Linked DNA regions of Zea mays: region 2 is linked to region 1. A link is a contact called in public Hi-C data. All regions are on one chromosome and are shown on one strand. The core of a region is the stretch at or near the end of the contact, and the rest is flanking DNA. Distances in the headings are between cores, read along the strand shown.

The links. A called contact is a pair of places that touch in the nucleus more often than the background predicts.
Region 2: a contact with region 1 is called in a Hi-C map of leaf mesophyll, with 5 times the contacts expected there. The contact joins the promoter of LOC100382099 here to the promoter of LOC100193598 in region 1. A contact is called at or near these places in 2 of 25 Hi-C or Micro-C datasets (bundle sheath and leaf mesophyll).

Annotation. Positions count from the first base shown.
Region 1 is chr6:119,822,902-119,826,833 of Zm-B73-REFERENCE-NAM-5.0, forward strand. LOC100193598 reads right to left here and starts at 2,242. Exons shown (of 27, transcript NM_001358834.1): 1 at 1,898-2,242; 2 at 1,005-1,134; 3 at 836-907; 4 at 661-732; 5 at 492-563; 6 at 325-396; 7 at 172-243; 8 at 1-64. The coding sequence starts at 2,003.
Region 2 is chr6:120,117,948-120,121,879 of Zm-B73-REFERENCE-NAM-5.0, forward strand. LOC100382099 (Putative DUF1296 domain containing family protein) reads left to right here and starts at 2,170. Exons shown (of 11, transcript NM_001174860.1): 1 at 2,170-2,593; 2 at 3,203-3,246; 3 at 3,746-3,872. The coding sequence starts at 2,380.

The sequences.
Region 1 (3,932 bases), core at 992-3,491:
AAGGCCAGTAAGCTGGCACATATCAGGAGAGAGGCTTCCTTCTAAATGATTTCCCCGCAAACCCCTAGTAATTATTATAGTTACTAATTTAGCCAGGCCCTTAAACGTAGTAGCAATGTATGCCAGCAGTCCAGCACTAGTAGAAACTTCTTGAACCTCAAGATGACTTACAAGTATTGAAGAACCTCGTTCCAATAGATAAGCCTCGGTATCTCCCCAGTCAGTTTGTTTTGTGCCAAGTCCCTGGAGTGCACATCACATTAGAAATTCTGGACCATGCTAGTTGATCCACCTTATAAGAATCATGCAACAATAGTAACTTACAGAATCTTCAAATTTGGGAGCTGTGACAATGTTGAGGGGATCGCACCAATCAGCTGGTTGTTCTTCAATATCCTAGAAATCACAAACAGCGCCACAAGATCTGTAAGAACTTCCAAAGCCAAAACGGCATGTATTTCTATGCACATTCCAGAGAGAAGAAGCCTCACAAGTTCTCCAGGTGCTTCAGCTTTGATATTGAAAATGGTATGTCGCCGTCCAAGTTGTTGAATGAAAAGTCCCTAAAAGAAAGAAAAAAAGGAAAGTTTGAATAAAAGCACTATATTCAGTTAAACCCACAACCACAAGTAAACACGGGTTAATCGAAGTTGAACTTACAGCGTCCTAAGTGATGAACAATCGCCAATCTCATCAGGGATCTGCCCGGATAGGCCATTTGACTTGAGGTCGCTGAATGTGAATGCAAAAGAGGCCAGTTAAACACCGGTCAGGACTCAGAAAACAAAAATCCAACCAACAGCAGTCGTTTGGACAAATAAGAAACCATCCGTACATGGAGACGAGGCTCTTGAGGCTGCCGACGGCTGGAGAGATCTCACCCTCAAGGTTGAGGCCAGAGAGGTTGCTGCATTTGCATTGGCGCCATAACCCGGATCAGTGGCCACACGTCGCTGTCGTTGGGGAAAAAAAAGAGCAGAGTTTTAACGAGACGCCATTCTTACAGCGCGGCGACGGCGAACGTGACGTTGTCGCACAGGACGCCGCGCCAGGAGCAGTAGTCGTCGCCGGCCCAATCGTACAGTACGTTGCCGACGTTGCGGAAGGACTTCTTGATCTCCACCAGCGCCGCCCCTGGAAGGTGCAGAGCCAGCCGCGTTAGCACAAAGAACGGGTTACAGAGTGGTAGAAATCCGAGCAGACAGTTCTCGGCAAACGGAATCTCCGCAGAAAGGGAGTTGGGTAACGTGGTAGTTGGATTCTGGATTAGTGCTTGCAGGCAGGAAAGCGAGGGACGTCAAGATTTGGAAAGCACAGATACGACACGGTGGTGAAATATGAAGTTGCTTGGATTCATTCAGATATAGGAAACTGGATCAGGATGGCAAAACCAAAACACAGCTAAAACCACACAGGAATAGAACAAGGCTTAGCAGCAGAAACCAAGCTTCCAGCACTGAAAGGGCCAAATGAAGAAACAATGATGGATGCTCAAACGATTTAAGGATGCTCTGAGCATTTGCTCCAACAAGCAGCACAAGAAGGCACATATAAACAGAACCGAACATGAAGAGAGATAGTAAGCACATTTTGAAACATGGACAGGATAGTTAAAAGCTCGTACTAGGCAAGAAGATGAGATGAGAAGAGGCACAGCTCACAAGGATTAAGTTAAGACTCGGGTTACGGGCTTACAGCAATAAAAAAAGGGGGTGGAATAGAACACTAGCGAATCACCATGCCTCCAAAAAGCGCGTACTTGCAGCGCTAATAAAATACTAATCCTAACGAACCCAGCCGCCCCCCCTGAATCTTTGCTCCCCAGTACGCAACAAGAGGACTCCCAGAGAAGAAAGAAAGCGAAACGGGTGAAGAGAGAACGGAACAGATCGGCAACCATCGTCGGCGACGGCGGCGGCGGCGGCGGCGGCGGTGACGAGCACGAGGGCGGCGAGAGCACGGGCGGCCGTCGTCGTCATGGCCACTGAGCTGCGCACAGGCATCGGGGGAGTGACATTACAGGAAGAGGACAGGCGGCGATGGAGCGCGAGACGTGCTGCAGCGAGCCTGCCTTAATGGGGGCTCTGGGTTGGTTTCGTGGGTTCTCGCGCTCGGCTTTGCGCACTTGCGCCGCGCTGGCTCAGTGACAGGCAGCGGGGTAGCTGCTGTATGGCTGGGCGATAGAGTGGCAGCGTAGGGGAGGGGGTAGGGGCTATGGAGGAGAGCAGCAGCTTCCTACTACTTCGTAGGCCTCTAGCTCTAGTTTGGAGTTTTGAGAGGGAGAGAGAATGGCTGTTTGTGTTTGAGAGGGGGCCGCTAGAGAGAGAATGTGTTTCCTGTGACGAGAGAGAGTGGGGGCGAAGGACACTGGGACGTCACATCGATGATCTACAGTGCTTTTTCTCCCGCTTTCTGGTTGGCCTGGAGCAGTAGAACTCGAGTCATAGATCGAGGAGCATGGCACGGCTGACATGCGGGGCCTCCAGAGTTTGGATTGGGTTAATGCTTAGCTAGCTGTGAGGGGAGGTGGACCACCACGCCTCTGTGTTTTAGAGGGCGTGTTTGGTTTAGCTTGGAGTTCGCAGATTGGTTGTTGCAGGGCATAGGATTGTTTGTTTATTTGGTTCGAGGGACAAAGAACGATGTGGGTAGGATAGGGACCCGTTTTGCATCCGTTATTAAGCCTCCGTATCGTCTCGTCGTCTCCCAGAAGCACATCCCGATTCGAGAGAGAGAAAAAAAATCGACGCCACCGGCCGCTATGTCGACTGCGCGAAGGCGGAGTGTCATCCGCTGCTCCCTTTCAGCATGGGGAGGAGGTTCCTCTGACGTACTGCAGGGGGCAGTAGGGTCACCGCACGCGGGGACCACGCGGCAGTGCCCTCTCCCCACGTCAGAGGATCTCGTTCCCCAGCATGGAGGACCCCGGCGGCGCTGCTAGCCTGCTGCCCAAGGGTGTGCGCGGAGGCTCCCAGCGGGCAGCGGCCCTGCTGGGCTATTGCTCAGGGGCGCGGGGGCTCCTGCGACGGTGCCAAGAAGCGCGGCCTCCATGGCAGCCTGGCTGCGGCCTCCCGGAGTTCCTGTAGCCGCAGACTCCCCCTATGACCTCGTTGTCGACACAAAGCGGAAGAAGGCAAGGAAGAAGATGCGGACCCAACCACCGCCGTTCGGAGGGGTACCTGCTAGCTCGCCGGCCGGGCGGCGGAGCCTGGTCCAGTAGGCTTAATTGTTTTACTTAGCCTTTCAGATGGACACAAGAACACAAGTGTTTAGAGTAGTTCAGGCTGCCAAAGAGTAATATCGTACCTCCACTATAAGTTATATTGCCTGAGAACTTAGTAGTGGGCGACCTAAGTGTGAATCGACCTCCTTTGCTACGGAGCAAGTGCACTTCCATTTATAATCTAAGGGAGGCACGTTATAAGGGAGTTCAAGACCCGACATGTGGGCCTAAGAGTATTTACAATATGGAATGGGAAACACCTAATAGAGCAAACAATGCTAGATCTTTCTGAGCGCGTATCCCTTCTTGGTCATCGCGCATGCTCCTGACATCCTATGTTCCTGTTTCATCTTAATCGGAGTACGTGTGCAGTCCTTATTGTAGGTTGCGGCGTAGTCTATGTGGGTGTTGTCGTTGTGTCACCTCTGCCCGTCTCTTCATGCCTCGTTAACGCACAAAGAACAGTGGAAATCATAATGAAATACGTCCAAATGGCGCATTGGGTTAATGCCCTTGCCTCGGTAACGTGCGGGTAACAGTAAAATCCGCACGTTGCAGGTCTCAATGAGGAATAGGGATGACAATGGATAATCTATCCACGGATAGTGTCTCTAGATATCCATATCCGCGACTTATATTCGATATCTGAACCCGTATCCGTTACCCGCTACGAATAAAAAACAGTATCCACATCTGTTACCCGCAGGTA
Region 2 (3,932 bases), core at 920-3,419, 290 kb after region 1:
AAACACCTTCTTAGACTTTCGGAGTTTAATTAGTTTCCTATTGTGGAAGTTAGCAATTTGCAAACATGATGAAGGAATGATTATTGGCGGGGGCACGATGATGCTTGGTGGACGCCTTCACTGTGTCCTTAAGGTGTAGTAGAGATATATTGAACTAAATTGTGGTTGTACACAGAGTACTGTGTGAAAACTTAACTAAGTCATTCCATTATCCATAATAGGGTTTCTTTATGGAGAACGGAGAACCAACAAAAACAGATCAGATGGAACATAATGATGGTCACACACCATTGACAAACATCTCAAACACCATTACTATAGGTAAAGGTTATTACACGTGTGTCGATTAACGTTTGAAACGTAGTATGTAGGGGAACACTAATACACAGGGTTATATTGTAGCTGATGAAAATGGATTGAAATCGCTTGGTCCAAATGTCGATGCTAAGGAACGTAAGAGGCAACGGGAAAGAGAAAGATATGCCGCGATGCCCATTGAAAAAACGAGAAAAGTAGAAAGCGTCGTAAAGTAAGCCAACGAAATAAAGGACCTCCTATACAGCCAGAGGCATCTAGAGGTGATGAAAAAGTTAAATTCCTAATTGTTATTATATCACGAGTTGTAGATATGTAAGTATGTGTTCATTTCGAATGTATTTATAAAGGACACTTCTGTTGTAGGATCCTAATGACTGATATTTTGCAGGTTTTTATGCCACGGAAATTCAATAGATGTCACGCCCTTTTCGTAATAGATCATGTTAAAAAGCATGTGACTTTTATCGACTTTACACCGACTCAAGATTGGTGTAAACACATGCCATACAAGAGATTCACGGAAGCGATTATCATGGCCTCAAAAAATATAAGATTGCTTACAGTAAGAAACGTTCTAGATGGGCGGAGGATATCTTTAAGTGGGAACATATAATTCAGACTGGTGTTCCAATTGACTTAAGAGGGTATTTTCTTCGTACCACCTTCTCAGCAGTTTAATTTTTTCTATGATAATCATTGTATAAAACATAGTTGCCTAAACATTATTCTATAGGTTTAATACGAGCTACCTCGTTCTACAAGCTATGGCCATGTGGGGGAATGACAGACGAATGAAATTTGTTGGGGTGAGTGTAGTACGTTCGTTTTGTGTTCAAAACATACATTCGGCTATCTCGTTCTACAAGATAATATGTTTTGTTCTCTTATGTCTTTGTTTGTAGGATGCAAAGATTCTTCAAATAAACTTTGTGATTGATCTGTTAAGTTATGAGGACAATTCGTGTCGATATGCCATCCCTACAAACATACAACAGAGACTTATCGATATCGCTAAAAAGGATTAGCTGATTAGTGTACAGTTGTCGACACATTTGTCTGTAATTAAAAATTTTAAATTAACTTTTTAGAAATAATTTGTGTGATATTGATAATGTTTTCCACACATATTTTGCATAATATAGTGATGTTTGTCGTTCTGTATTAATGTTTCATACAAATCTTTTACTTCCGTCGCAACGGATGAACACATATCTATAACAATATAACACACATATGTACATAAATTATTGTGTTATTATACATTTTTCTGTTGCAACGCACGGTCACTCACATAGTCTTTACTAATATAAAACAACATTTTCTTCCTTCGTGCATCGTGTACACCGTCCTATCCAACTGCGCGTAACTATCATAAAAAAAATTAGGAGAAGTGGGATTTAGGGGCTGTTTGGTTCGTGGGTAAATGTGCCACACTTTGCCTAAGGTTAGTCGTTCGAATTGAAGAACTAACCTTAGACAGAAAAGTTAGGCAAAGTGTGGCAAGTTAGGCATCAAACCAAACAGCCCTTTAAAGTGCAACGTACGCAGGCCCGACCTACAAAATGAGCCTGAGTCGAAAAACAAACAAGAATGCAGGTCCGTTCTCTGCCAAACCGATCGAATTAACCTACCGCCATTCAAGATGACGCTTCCACCCTCGCCCCCCTACCACTTGGTTCAAGCCGTAAATTCCACGCTCACGGATTTCCTAAGTAGGGATAGGGATATATCCGTCATTTGAGCACCCCTTCCCGCGTTCACACACGCTGACACACTAGCCGCCTCCGCCGGAAAACTCGTGCACAAGCACAACACAACGGCCACCACCGGACCACCGGCCCTCGCAGGTCGCGCAACCATTTCCCTTGGAAAACAACGCGCCCACCCGAGCCCGGCCGGCCCCAACCACTCCAACCAAACCAAAGCCCAAACCCGCTTTCCCCCGAAACCCAGGCCCTCGCGTCGTTTGATGCGATTCCGGCGGCGATCGTCAGCGCCTCCAACACCACCCGCTCCCCCGTCCTAGCGTGCGTTCGGGCGATCTCCCCTCTCGCGGCGGGCATGGCTGGCGTTGGCGGCGGGGCGCGCAGCTCAGACAGGGCGGGGGCGGCGCGCTCGCCCACCACCACCACCACCACCACCACCACGGCGATCCAGTCCACCATCCAGTCGATCAAGGAGGTCGTCGTCGGCCACTCCGACGCCGACATCTTGGACACCCTCCGCGAGTCTAACATGGACCCCAACGAGACGGCGCAGAAGCTGCTGAATCAAGGTCCCCTTACCTCTCCCCTGTTCTCCGATCTGGGGTCGCCTCGACTCCATCGATCTCGTACCGGTGCCTTGAGCTAGGGTTTTGGGGCGCTCGCTGAGCTGCATTGGGTCGGCTCTGCCGCCACACCCGTGGGGGCGCAGGGGATTGCCGTGTACAGTCTAGGGTTTTCGAGATATGGGGATTTGGGGGAGGCTCAGCGTTTAGTGGTTTATTGATTACTGATACTAATCACGAGGGTCGTGATTTTGATTAGCGAGTGATGTCCATATATATAATGGCACTCTTGCAGGGCCAAGTCGTTAACTTTAGTTGTTGGCTACTTGTAATTTTGTGTTCTATTCTATGTTGCAACTTTGTAGAAGGTAGTGCTTACTATTGCTTGCTGGTGTGTGTTGTAACGGGCCTATAAGAATAGATATTATAATGGTCTCCATGTTTTTTTTTCGAGAAGAAAATGATCTTTGGTGTTTTTGTATGGTGCTGATATGTGCGATGTCTCTTATTTGCTGGACGTCAGATGCCTTTGTTTGCAATATATATTGCCTCCGGTAGTAAATCTTCTCATGTTATTTTTTGTGCTTAGAATTTGTTGTTCGTTTGCACTTGCAGATCCATTTCACGAAGTGAAAAGAAAAAGGGACAAGAAGAAAGAGGTATACACTGTTTGGGTAAATTTTCAGTGCAACGGTAAAATAATGGATTAAACCTGAAGTTGTTTCCTTTTTGTTTATAGCATACTTGTACATATTCATCTTGCAATGTTAGGCTTTTTGTGATGTTTTGAAACAATCTAAATCAAAAAGTCACATTTGGGGTTCTATGCCCTTAAATTGCATGCACACAGTCACTCAATAGGCTAGCAAAAGAGGTAAAATATGATGAGACGTACACATTGCTTTTGCACAAGACATGCATTCCACAACACTTTATTTGTTCTACGTGTTCTCTCTTGCCTTTTTCCTTGTGTGTGTGTGAGCTTTCAGCACGGTTATGAATAGACAAAGGTAGTTCTCTATCAATTGAGGAAACATGTTAGGTTTATTGCTTCTTTGTTAAAGTGTGCAATGCACATTATGAAGCTTCAAAAATGCTGAAAATCATACGTTGCTATTCTTTTATTCGGTTGTGCTGAAAAAAGTATTACATTGTTAGAGTGCTGGCCAGAAGAGCTTTGCTGATAGTACTGGACAAGTTGACCAGAACCCTCAATGGATGAGGCCACATACCCACAGGATGGAAAATGATCAAAGAAGACTTCCCAATCAGGGTCAGATGTCAGGTAACATAATTGAGGGTCACCATTTGTAATTCTGATCTTATGTTTAGTAACATAGAATGA